Regions from separate parts of the Acanthopagrus latus genome. Here region 1 is linked to region 2. A link is a contact called in public Hi-C data. All regions are on one chromosome and are shown on one strand. Each heading gives the region's core, a stretch centred on a gene start, on an enhancer-like site or on the middle of the called end of the contact. The rest is flanking DNA. Distances are from core to core; before and after follow the strand shown. Region 1 holds the start of LOC119009803 (gap junction delta-3 protein-like). Region 2 holds the start of mki67 (proliferation marker protein Ki-67).

Region 1 (5,471 bases), core at 2,174-4,673, 190 kb before region 2:
CCCCGCCTCCTAAAGCTCCGGTGCCCACGTGAGTATGAAGACAATGACGTATAAAGCTTCTTCTGTAACATCGAGGCTTTTATCAGACCATTTTAATATTGATCTTATAATTGAATTTCATTCTTTCTGTGCAGGAAGAAAGTGGCAAAGAGCAAATCCACAGTGAAACGAGCTGAAAGCAAGTCGAGCTGTAAGTATTTTTGTTTGACACAGTGGTGAGCTTGAGGAATATTGGGCTAAATTATCTGAGATCTAATTATTTGCTCTTGTGGTGCTTCACAGCTCCCTCTGATGATCAGGTGCCTGCAGCCAAGGCACCAGTTCAACGTAAAACCAAAGAGGCCGCGCCTAAGAAAGCTCCTGCTGCCAGGAAACCAGCTGCATCCAAGAAGAAGGCTGCAGGTAAACAGCCAACGCTAATTAGGAACAGCTCAGCGTGGTTAATGACACACTGGATTTTATGGATTTTTTCGTGAAATGGTACCAATAAAACCAATAAAAAGTTTACAGAAGTTGAATTACAGTAATAGAGTTTCTTACAAATATTTGTCGTTAACTTATGATTAAAGTGCATGGTGGTTGGAGAACAGAACTGAAATGTGTTCTTGGTTTGTTCTTCCTGTTTATTTCTCATAGATGTGAAGCAGCCGTCCATCATGGATGTTTTTTCGAAGCCCAAAGCAACATCCAGCAAGCCTGCCAAGCCTGCCAAGACGGTCCCTACATTTGACACCAGCGACTCTGAGGGCGAAGCTAAAGCTCCGGTCACAAAGGCGAAGCCCGTTCTAAAACGGAAACAGGCTGACAGCGACAACTCTGACAGCGACTCAGACAACCTCATGTCACGTCTGAAGGCCAAGACAACTGCCGGCAGCAAGGTCAGTTTTACACTGAACTCTAATTTGAGAACGGGTTGTTCCATGTTAATGGACCAGCAGACATCATTTTATAATTCTGTTTAGTTCAAGTCATTATCAACACCTTGTTATATACAGTTGAATATTTTCTCTGCTCTTGTAGAAAACCAAGAAGTGGCTCGATGACGACAGCTTCCAGGTCTCAGATCAGGAGGAAGCATCTTCTGTGGCGGTGGCGCCACGGGACAAGCCCTCACGTGCCCGGAAACCTGTAACCTACAACTTGGACTCAGACTCGGATGAAGACTTTTAAATATTAGTCCCTAAACCAGTGTCTACATGGTCGAGTTTTTATAGATTTTGTATTAAAGATTGATTCTTTAGTAAGTTATACGTAAAGTTTCTGCCATGTGCTGACATATGGCTTTGCTTTTATCACTTGAAGTACTGTTGCATTTATACTTGTTGCTTGAATGGACCTGCAGTTTTTACAAAGCTGATTGATTGATTGTAGAAAAAATAGAAGTAAAAAAAGAATGTGTTTCTATGTGTCAGGTGCTTGAACCCTGTTAGACTTGAGTATCTCTGCTTTTAGTGTCTGAAATACTAAAACTAATGGCTACTTGACATTTCTTTGTAATCCACTTTTGTATGCATGTTTGTTTATGTCCTGTCTTGTAAATATTTCAATGGCTGTTCAGTGTATATCACAAAAAAATAAAGTTAACCTGTTTGTACCGATTGCAGCGTGTTTTGGAAAAGAGAGTCACGTGGTGGGATTGCTTTAGGGCTAACGTTGAGTGAAATGTGCTGTTGAATTTGTGTCTGTGCAAGTCAGGTTTCTCTGTAGTGTTTTCGGGGAGGGAGAGTGAACAGCAGCACATGTGGTCGATAGGACCGGTGTAATGGGGAAGAAGTCTTTGGGGAAGTTGGATGGGTAAGTAACACTTTAAATTAATAATCATGATTTCATGTCAGAGGCTAAAATGATCTTTCAGGCTCGGCTTTTAAGCACAAATTGAGATTGTGAATGTTGAGAGTAGAAAGCGAAAGAATTCTCCTTATCTAGTACAACTGATAAACTTGTTCCAAGTCATAAAATTGAGATACAGTTATAACAGCTCATTAAAAATTGCCCTGACTGCTTTCTGAATGAAACCATTCATCACAGGGTAGCATTACGCAAGTGTTCGCGTGTTGCCCATTGTGATCAGAGAAAACTGTTGGTGCAGCTTAAGGCTGACCCTTCCTGCCATTTAGGAAGCTCTTTGAAATGCTCATCAAGAGTTTGCCTTTCTTGGGTAAACATCACTCCTGTCTGGGACTCTTGATGGGTCCAGATTAGGACGTTGCAGGAATTTCCTGAACTGTTGCCGCCCTCTCAATTAGAAGCCCCTGCAAGCCTCCATCACATGCCATTTGGAGTGAGAACTGGCGTGGACCAAGGTGTAACGCTTGATTTGACACAATTTTTATATATCCTCCAAGGATATATCTGAGCTAGAGAGGACGAGGAACCAGAAAACAGGATTTTCTTTTCTTTTTATGGTTTGGTTTTCTCGTGTCTCTTCATCAGGTAAATCAAATCCCTAACGCCCTAAATCCTCAGCTTGTTTTGTCGTCTTACTGCCGCTGACTTGTCAGAAATCCGAGTACAGACCAGCAAGTAGCTCAACCAGTCAGGTTACTTGCACAAGCAGCAGCCTGTAGATGGAACGATGCTGTACTCGTAACTGCCGTGCCGTAAAAAATGAAGTTCAAATATGTGCAGAATAAACGGCAACCAGTCGACCAAAATTCCTGGTGACTGGTTCATCATTTCAGTGGCGGATTCAGGATGTGTGAGGGCCGGGGGGTGAAATCGATAACAAAAAGGGCACCGCATGTGTGCAGAGGGGCACCAGTGGGGTAAGGAGAGGGCACTTTGTCATGTTTTGTCTACCACAGGGGAGTCCAAGAGGGTACGTGCCCAGTGTTTTTTTGTGTTTCGAGGAATGAATGTACTTTATAGCAATCCTCTTTTTTAATATATATATATATATATATATATATATATATATATATATATATATATAGATAGATAGATAGATAGAGAGATAGATAGATAGATAGAGATATAGATATAGATAGATAGATATAGATATAGATATATATAGATATATATATATAGATGTGATATCTATATATATAAAAAAGATTGCTAGAAAAAAAAATCTAATAATTATAAAATATCTTTATACACATCTGTCAAAACAAAACCTAAAGATGAGGGGAGTACCAAGCAGTTAAATCAGGCTGCTGTGATTGTTTTATTCCTTTCCTGATATTGTTCAATTGCTGTTATTGCAGGTCACTGTCTTTCATTTTTGGTTTCAGGTAATTGGAAGGTGAGTTTTATCACCACATTGAGCACGTACAAAAAAACAACCTAGATAAGCTGACTGACCTTTGACCCCCCGCCCCCATTTGAATCATGAGTTGTATAATAAGACGCGCTTTGGTTTCTCTTTTTAATCAAAGGCAGCTCAGAGGCAGATAGATCCCTGTGTTCTCAAGAAGCCATACCCGAGACGGTGCTGTGATCATGGGGGAATGGAGCTTCCTCGGCGGGTTCCTCGACAACCTGCAGGCCCACTCGCCGATGCTCGGTCGTTTCTGGCTCCTGATCATGCTTGTCTTCAGGATCCTGATCCTGGGAACTGTAGCCAGCGACCTGTTTGAGGACGAGCAGGAGGAGTTTGCCTGCAACACCCTCCAGCCGGGCTGCAAACAGGTGTGCTACGACATGGCCTTCCCCATCTCCCAGTACAGGTTCTGGGTGTTCCACATCGTCCTCATCGCCACGCCCTCCTTGGTTTTCCTCATGTACGCCATGCATCACCACAACAAGAGGATCGCCCGGTCCAAGCTCAACCAGACTGGCGGCCAGGACCAGAGAGAAGACCACCGTTTGATGAGGCTTTACTTCGTCAACGTGGTCTTTCGCATATTCGCAGAGGTTGGCTTTCTCGTGGGACAGTGGTGGCTGTACGGCTTCAAGGTGGAGGCCCAGTTCCCCTGCAGCCGCTTCCCTTGCCCCTACACGGTGGACTGCTTCACCTCACGCCCCGCAGAGAAAACAATCTTCCTCTGCTTCTACTTCGCTGTGGGGCTGATAGCAGCCATCTCCAGCTGCGTGGAGGTTCTCTACGGCTCCACGAAGTGGTTCTGCTCAAGCCGGCAGTCCGTCACCACCGAGCACCGAGGAACCAGAAAGCGTGTCCGGCAGCGTGAGGATGATCGACGAAGAGCAGCGCGAGCAGGAAGGTCTCCAGCTTGAGCCACAAGTACAGGGCCGGCAGATCTGTGCCTTGTTTATAGTTAAATAATCTGGTCTTTCCATACAGTCCATACGCACTTTATCTGTTTTTTCGGTTTTTCTCTCCTGCTACATGCCATCAAACTGTACAATAATAGTTATATAATCTGGTCATCTAATACAGTACATGCACACTTTATCTGGTTTTCTTATGTCCACTGGTCCACTGCTGATTATTTATCTGTTTCACTGCACCTTATATTTTATTTTTTGCACTATAATAACTACCTCTTTTGATACATTATCTATACTGTGTATATTTGTACATTGCTTTTTATACTCTAATTAATGTTATTTCTTCTTTTTATTTCAGTGTGTTGCTTATATCTTTTATGTATGTAAATGCTGCTGCTACGCCAAAATTTCCCAGCTTGGGATTGATAAAGTGTATCTATCTATCTATCTATCTAGTTTATAAAGAAAGGTTAGTAAGGCTAGCGTCATGACTGGTGAATAATCTGCTAATCTTGATAGAGCGGTTATATGAGGTCTTGTTGAGAACAACTTTTTGGTTGCCAGGTTGTGTTAAACAAATAAAAAATCCCTTTGGCTGATTGAACTGAAGGACTGTGCCACATTCCGTCTATTAACAACTGATTAAGCATTTATTAAATGTTTTTATAACTGCATCATCACCAAGTAGAAACACTGACACAACAGCCCCAAAATTGTTCTTATCAATGACATTAATACATTAATTCTTAACCAATAAAAAGAAATTGTGAGTTATTATAACTCGACCAGGGCTGATTCTGATTCTGAATGATTTTTTGGATTTTGTAAGTTATGATTATTAGCTTGAATGCAACTGCGTGAACACAGACTGTATTTATTTCACAGGTGCACAATTAATGAATGAACAACTGCTCCTGAACCTTTTGTGAGATCAACCATGTTTCATTTGTTCTATTCAACAATATAAATGTCACTTTATGAACTTTTAAGTTTCACATGGCTGCGTTTTTTTCTTTTACTGACTCTTTTGTGGTGAATATTTTTCCTTTGTGTATTTCTTGATGGTAAACAGGCCAGTAGCGCACTGCATAACATGATTTTGGTTTCACCCAGTGTGACTGTTCCTTTATTCTTCTTCTTCCTGCACATAGAAAATTCAGTTTTATTTTTCTGGTTTCATTGTGGTATTGCACTGCGGTGCCACTCTGATCTAAATCACTGCAGAACATGAATATCAAAGTTCCTCATCACTCCATTATGTGTTTGTGCGTATTGTTACTTGGATATATGTGCAGTGTGTT
Region 2 (5,297 bases), core at 2,098-4,597:
TACATTTTCTCTCCAGTCTACACATGCAAACACACACACACACACACACACAAATGTGCACAGAAAACAAGTCGCGATGAATATCACCTACTATTCCAGGTTGGATTTGTTTTCCTTTTTCTCTTTCTTTACTTTCTTTTTTTTTTCTTTTTTTTTGCTTCCAAGAGAATGGAAAAAAATGATTGTATGAACTCGGTTGTATGATATGGTCACAGGTCCTTTCAAGAAATCAAATTAATGAAGATTCATTATTAAGGTGTATTTTAAGTAGCCTTTGAGTTTGTGTATATAAGCTGTATTCATTTCTTTAAAACTATGAAGAGTTTTAGGCTTCACCTGATTTTTTTTTTTTTTTTAAGAATACCTTTTATGTGTTTTTGTTTATAGGTTTGTGATGCAAGAAAAAAATACATTTTGAGCACATTTTACTGAAGGAAGTTCTTTCATGTTTTGTGTCCTACTAAATACTGGACAGGCCCCTTAACCAATCACTGGCTGTTCAGAATGTGGCTGTCACAAAAGATTTCAACCTCTCAAACCCCCTCCCCCTCCCTCCCAGCTCTACACTTTAAAAAAAAAACAAAAAAACATGTTTTTTACATACAGTAGATAACAAAGTAGCACTCCAGTCGGGGCATAGCTTTTTTCGGCCATGTAGCAGAAAGAGAGATGGTGTTTTCTTCTGAAAAATGGTGAGCTGGGCGCCGCCCGGCAGCTCAGCTTCAAAGAGAGTTAAAAAATGTGAAGAATGGTGTACATACACACTGTATTAAACACACGTGATTCTCAGTAGTCTCTGAATGGATCAATAATCTGTAGTGGATGGGAAAAGACTAGATTGTAGTCTATCTCTGCTCTGTCATTGGTCAAGCAAGTGAAGGTCCCAAATGTGATGTTTGTCAACTTAAGTCCTCACAAATTTCCCCCCTCCCCCCGCACCGGCAACCTGTGGTAGAAAAAAAAACAAAGACATGAGACTTTTTTGCCGGATCCAGAGCAAACCTTGCACCCTGCAACTCACTTTACGCCAAAACGCCTTCACCGCTACAACACACACGTCATCTAGACCATCGTTACTGTACACACGCCAATGTCTCAGGAAGGAATCATTTTGTGTGCTTGGCCTGTTCTTTGTATATGTTCTGTGCTGCACATCCTAACCCTCCTGTCACAGATGCACACATACACACACTTCTGCTACTGAGCCCCTGAGTTTTTTTCTTCAGTCACTCATGTTTCGTTAGGCCTGACCCCCACCACGTTACGACATAGGATGCCAGTGTGGAGTCTCTCTGAGTCGTTCATGTTTTCTTTTCTTCTTTTTTTTTTCTTTTTCTTTTTTTTTTATTTGTACGGTCAAAGCTGCTTTCATCATTTAGGACTTCACCTGTCCAGAACAGCGCACAACTTTTCCCTCCACAGCTAATCTGGAATAGCAACAGACACAGCGTCAGTTTGAGAAGTATGGAATATGTTGCAATTTTGTCAAGATTATCAAGCGACTTTGGAAAAAAAAAAGACAAAACAACAAAAAAAGATCAAAAATAAAACCAACATTTAATAATTATCGAATGTGTTTGTGTTATTCGCTTGTGTCGTTCTTATCATGCCTCGCCACAGGATGGTTCTCAGTAGGTCTTTATACATCATATCCACAGGAAGAAGAAGTTTGGGGAGAAACAGAAGGCAGACACACTTTCTAGAAGCCTGAGAACTGCCTTTTTGTGTGTGCAGCTATAGCAGAGCATTGCAGAGACTGATAACAAGGATTCACAGTTTACTCTTGATATTTAAGTCGGTACCAGGAGTCTTCATGACAGTGACCTTAATCGAAATCAGCATTGAGTTTAGGTTAAAGTAAAACAGAAATCAATTAATTTGGATGTCACCAATTGAGGTAATTTTTTAAGAAATCGAACAATTCTCTTTTTTCAGTTCAGCACATTCTTCCTTGTAAAAGTGGAATTCATAGGCAGTTGATTACACCTGTGCTCAAATCACCGTTTTGCACCAACAACATTAGTTGATCTGGTGTGAGCAGTAGTTGATAGTGGCCAATCTTAACAAACATTTGATAGTTTGCTGTATAAATGGCATTATAGTGTGAGTCTACTGACTTAATGGTTATCTAGCAATTGCCATTATCCTGTAATCATTACTTGTGGCCACAGTGGCCGCTGTTAAGCAGTCACAAGCATAGCGTAGTAACTTACAGGACATTACTTTTGTTGGAAGGTGCTTGGGGCAGAAAGGCTTGGATGAAAAAAAAAAGTTTTTAAACAGTCTTCAGCACATGCAGTTTTAGGCAATGTAATGTATGCAGTCTGAGTAGAGCATAAACATATGAATATGTTTTATTACGTATATGGGAATTTCCATTTTTGTTTTATTTTGCACCAGAGTCAACAGCAGCTAGCTTCAAGTGCAAGCTGTTGATGGAGAGTAAAGCATTTGTTCTCATTTGTTATTTCATATTTCCTGGTGGAAGCTATTTTGCCAAAATGACGTTGTTAAAAATCAATAGGGACAAAATTGACTTTTTCCTAACAGCCATATATCATCAGACTAATTCTAAGTGCATGTATATAAAAACTGTATCACAAACATTTCTAGCAGAAACAGTACAGATCTAACTAGTAACACTGATGGCTCTGCTCACAGAGGTGTCCCAGTAAGCCAAGCTTGTCCTGCAATATATTGACGAAATGTCTCATTTATGGTATCATGACATGATTATAAATAACGGCTACCCAATACTGAGCTATAAACCATCTGACAGTTAATCTGGATTTGAGTGGCTGTCTCTGAAGATCCATTCAAGTGAAGCTTGCTGAGGTTAGTTAACAACTACATTTAAATTAACTACATTTAAATGATATTAAATCTTACAAAAGTATGAAACAAAATGAGAGTTGTTCTTTAAATTATTATTATACATTTTTGTAATATCTTGATAAAATTGTAAATGCCATAACTGGTTTCTATAAAGAATCTCGGTCATAAACACTGTGTAGTCTCGGCTCTGCAATAATTTTTAAGTCATATGCCCCGCCCTCTCCTTGATACAGTGACGTATTAACCAATCACAGTCCTTCGCGCGGAATTTCAAACATTTTCAAATCAGTGTCCCTTTGCCGAGGTGAAATCGTTCCGCCAGAATTGTAAACAAAATAGTCCCCTTTACGTTAATGGCAGTTACATTTGAAAGTGACAACAAGATAGAACTTTAAAAACACAGTTACACAAAAATACATCGATTGTACTCCAAGACGTGTGTTTAACCGTGTGTCCCTTTCAATTATAGAGTGTATAGTGTGGCGGAGTGATACTACGGCACCTCCGTGTAAGACTCGAGAGGCGACAAATGACGGCTGCTCACGTTAGCTGCCGTTAGCCACTCGTCGATGTACATTGTAGTGTACGGTGGGTAAATTTTAGTCTGATATGACATTATAGTAAAATTCATCTTCGTCACATCCCGGTTTATGGATTGCCAGCAGTTGACGCGTCTTTGAAAAGACTTCCAGGTAAGGCTACAACGCATGGACATATTTTTCAGTCGGTCCAACCATGGGCACATAATAAGTTTTAGCTAGCTAACGTTAACGTTCAGTGACATGTTTCAACGGACAATGCGTCTTGTATTGTTGAGTAGTCGCTTTTCTTGAGACATTTCTGCAACCATATACAATTGCTGACAAAAATATATCGGCACTATCGAAGCGACATTACACGTGGGGTGACGCAGAGTTTTCAGCTGGGTGTTTTAAGGTCAGTGTTTCCGAACAGTGATCTTCTGAGTTGAATTGTAACGCTAACGTCGAAAAATGTCAGCGATAAAACACAGTTTTGATTACAAAAATTATACCTTTCGTCAACAAATGTCAACGTTAACGTGCCGTACATTTGATATTGATGAAACGTCATCAAGCATTGAAATGTTGTATTTTCCCGAAAATCTCCCCATTTTGTTTGTTTCCTGTCTTAAAACGCCGTTTTTAACTTGACTCTTTAAAAAGTCACATTTGGTTTCCCATGTATCGCTTGACGTTGTTCTTGTTGTTTAGCTAGCTCTACGGTTTGACACTTGTTTTGCTTACTTTTCCAGGTAACGTTACGAAAATGCCATTGCACGGAAAGATAGTGGTGATTAAGAGGAGTGGAGGAGATGGGACTGAGTTTCCTCTGACTGCAACATGCTTATTTGGAAGGTAAGAGCAGTAAAACGCATTTTGTGGGTGTAATGGGAGGGCATGTTTTCAGATTAAATCACCACCCTTTGTTATAGTTCAACTGCACTATTGTTTTTAACAGATATTTCTTGAGCACATGCACAGACGTTATGTTGAAGCCAGCATTTACTATAAGCAGCCTCGTGTTGGGGTTGACAGAGGTGCTATAAAAACCTTTTAGTTTGGAGGCGGGCCCTCTGCTGCTGACGTCAGAAATGTACACGCATGTCTTTCCCTTGTTCATACATGAAGTACCTCCAGTTCACGGGTTCACTTTAATTTTGGACCTTGGAATATTTTATTATTAACAAGCACCACTGAAAACCTTGTGGCGGTTCACATAATGCCGGTGTTTTGTTGACACGTGTTTTCTCTGATCTTTGCAGGAAGCCAGACTGTGATATTCGCATTCAGCTTCCTCAAGTCTCTAAGGAGCATTGCAGGATTGATTTGAATGAAAATAAAGAGGTAATGACACATACGATACATGACTATGCTAACTTCAGTGTTTCAACTCTAAATAATTTCTGGGATAATGAGGAATTGTGTTATAATCGTGTTTATGTCTTCATATGTTCATCATTCCAGTGTCAACAAAAAAGTCTCATTCCTCAAATCACTTGTGGGTTTGCTATGGGAAATTTTGACCTAGATAGCAGTAAAAGCCTGGCTGACACAGTATTCTTCACTTTGAGGGCATGCGTTTGATGCAATTTTAATCTTTGTCTTTTTTAGGTCGTTTTGACAAATTTGAGCTCAGTGAATCCAACTTGTGTCAATGGAGAGGCTTTGCAACAATCTGAGCGTCTGAAGCATGGAGATGTGATAACTATTATTGACCGTTCTTTCAGGTGGGTGTGAAGAGAAACAGTTTACTGTTTTTACTGCCTCCACCTCTTTACTTTTTACTATTACTTTCAGTATCAAGTGCATTGATTTAAAAAAAAAAAAAAACAAAAACATACAATTCGACTCTGTACAGTGTGTTTTAAGCTTGCTAGAAGGAATGACCAATGGACAAAATGGAACAATAACAGTAATTACTTCATCTGAATTTCACTATGC

What was found. A called contact is a pair of places that touch in the nucleus more often than the background predicts.
Region 1: a Hi-C map of muscle shows a contact between it and region 2, with 5 times the contacts expected there. The contact joins the promoter of LOC119009803 here to the promoter of mki67 in region 2. A contact is called at or near these places in 3 of 4 Hi-C or Micro-C datasets (all in muscle).

What each region holds. Positions count from the first base shown.
Region 1 is chr20:9,629,209-9,634,679 of fAcaLat1.1, reverse strand. LOC119009803 (gap junction delta-3 protein-like) reads left to right here and starts at 3,423. Exons shown (of 1, transcript XM_037081414.1): 1 at 3,423-5,471. The coding sequence starts at 3,442. The coding sequence ends at 4,176. top2a (DNA topoisomerase 2-alpha) reads left to right here. Exons shown (of 35, transcript XM_037081412.1): 31 at 1-28; 32 at 135-190; 33 at 283-402; 34 at 637-878; 35 at 1,021-1,599. The coding sequence ends at 1,170.
Region 2 is chr20:9,440,392-9,445,688 of fAcaLat1.1, reverse strand. mki67 (proliferation marker protein Ki-67) reads left to right here and starts at 3,347. Exons shown (of 17, transcript XM_037080840.1): 1 at 3,347-3,527; 2 at 4,109-4,211; 3 at 4,619-4,700; 4 at 4,968-5,083. The coding sequence starts at 4,123. It overlaps raraa (retinoic acid receptor alpha-A), which reads left to right. Exons shown (of 10, transcript XM_037081427.1): 10 at 1-1,567.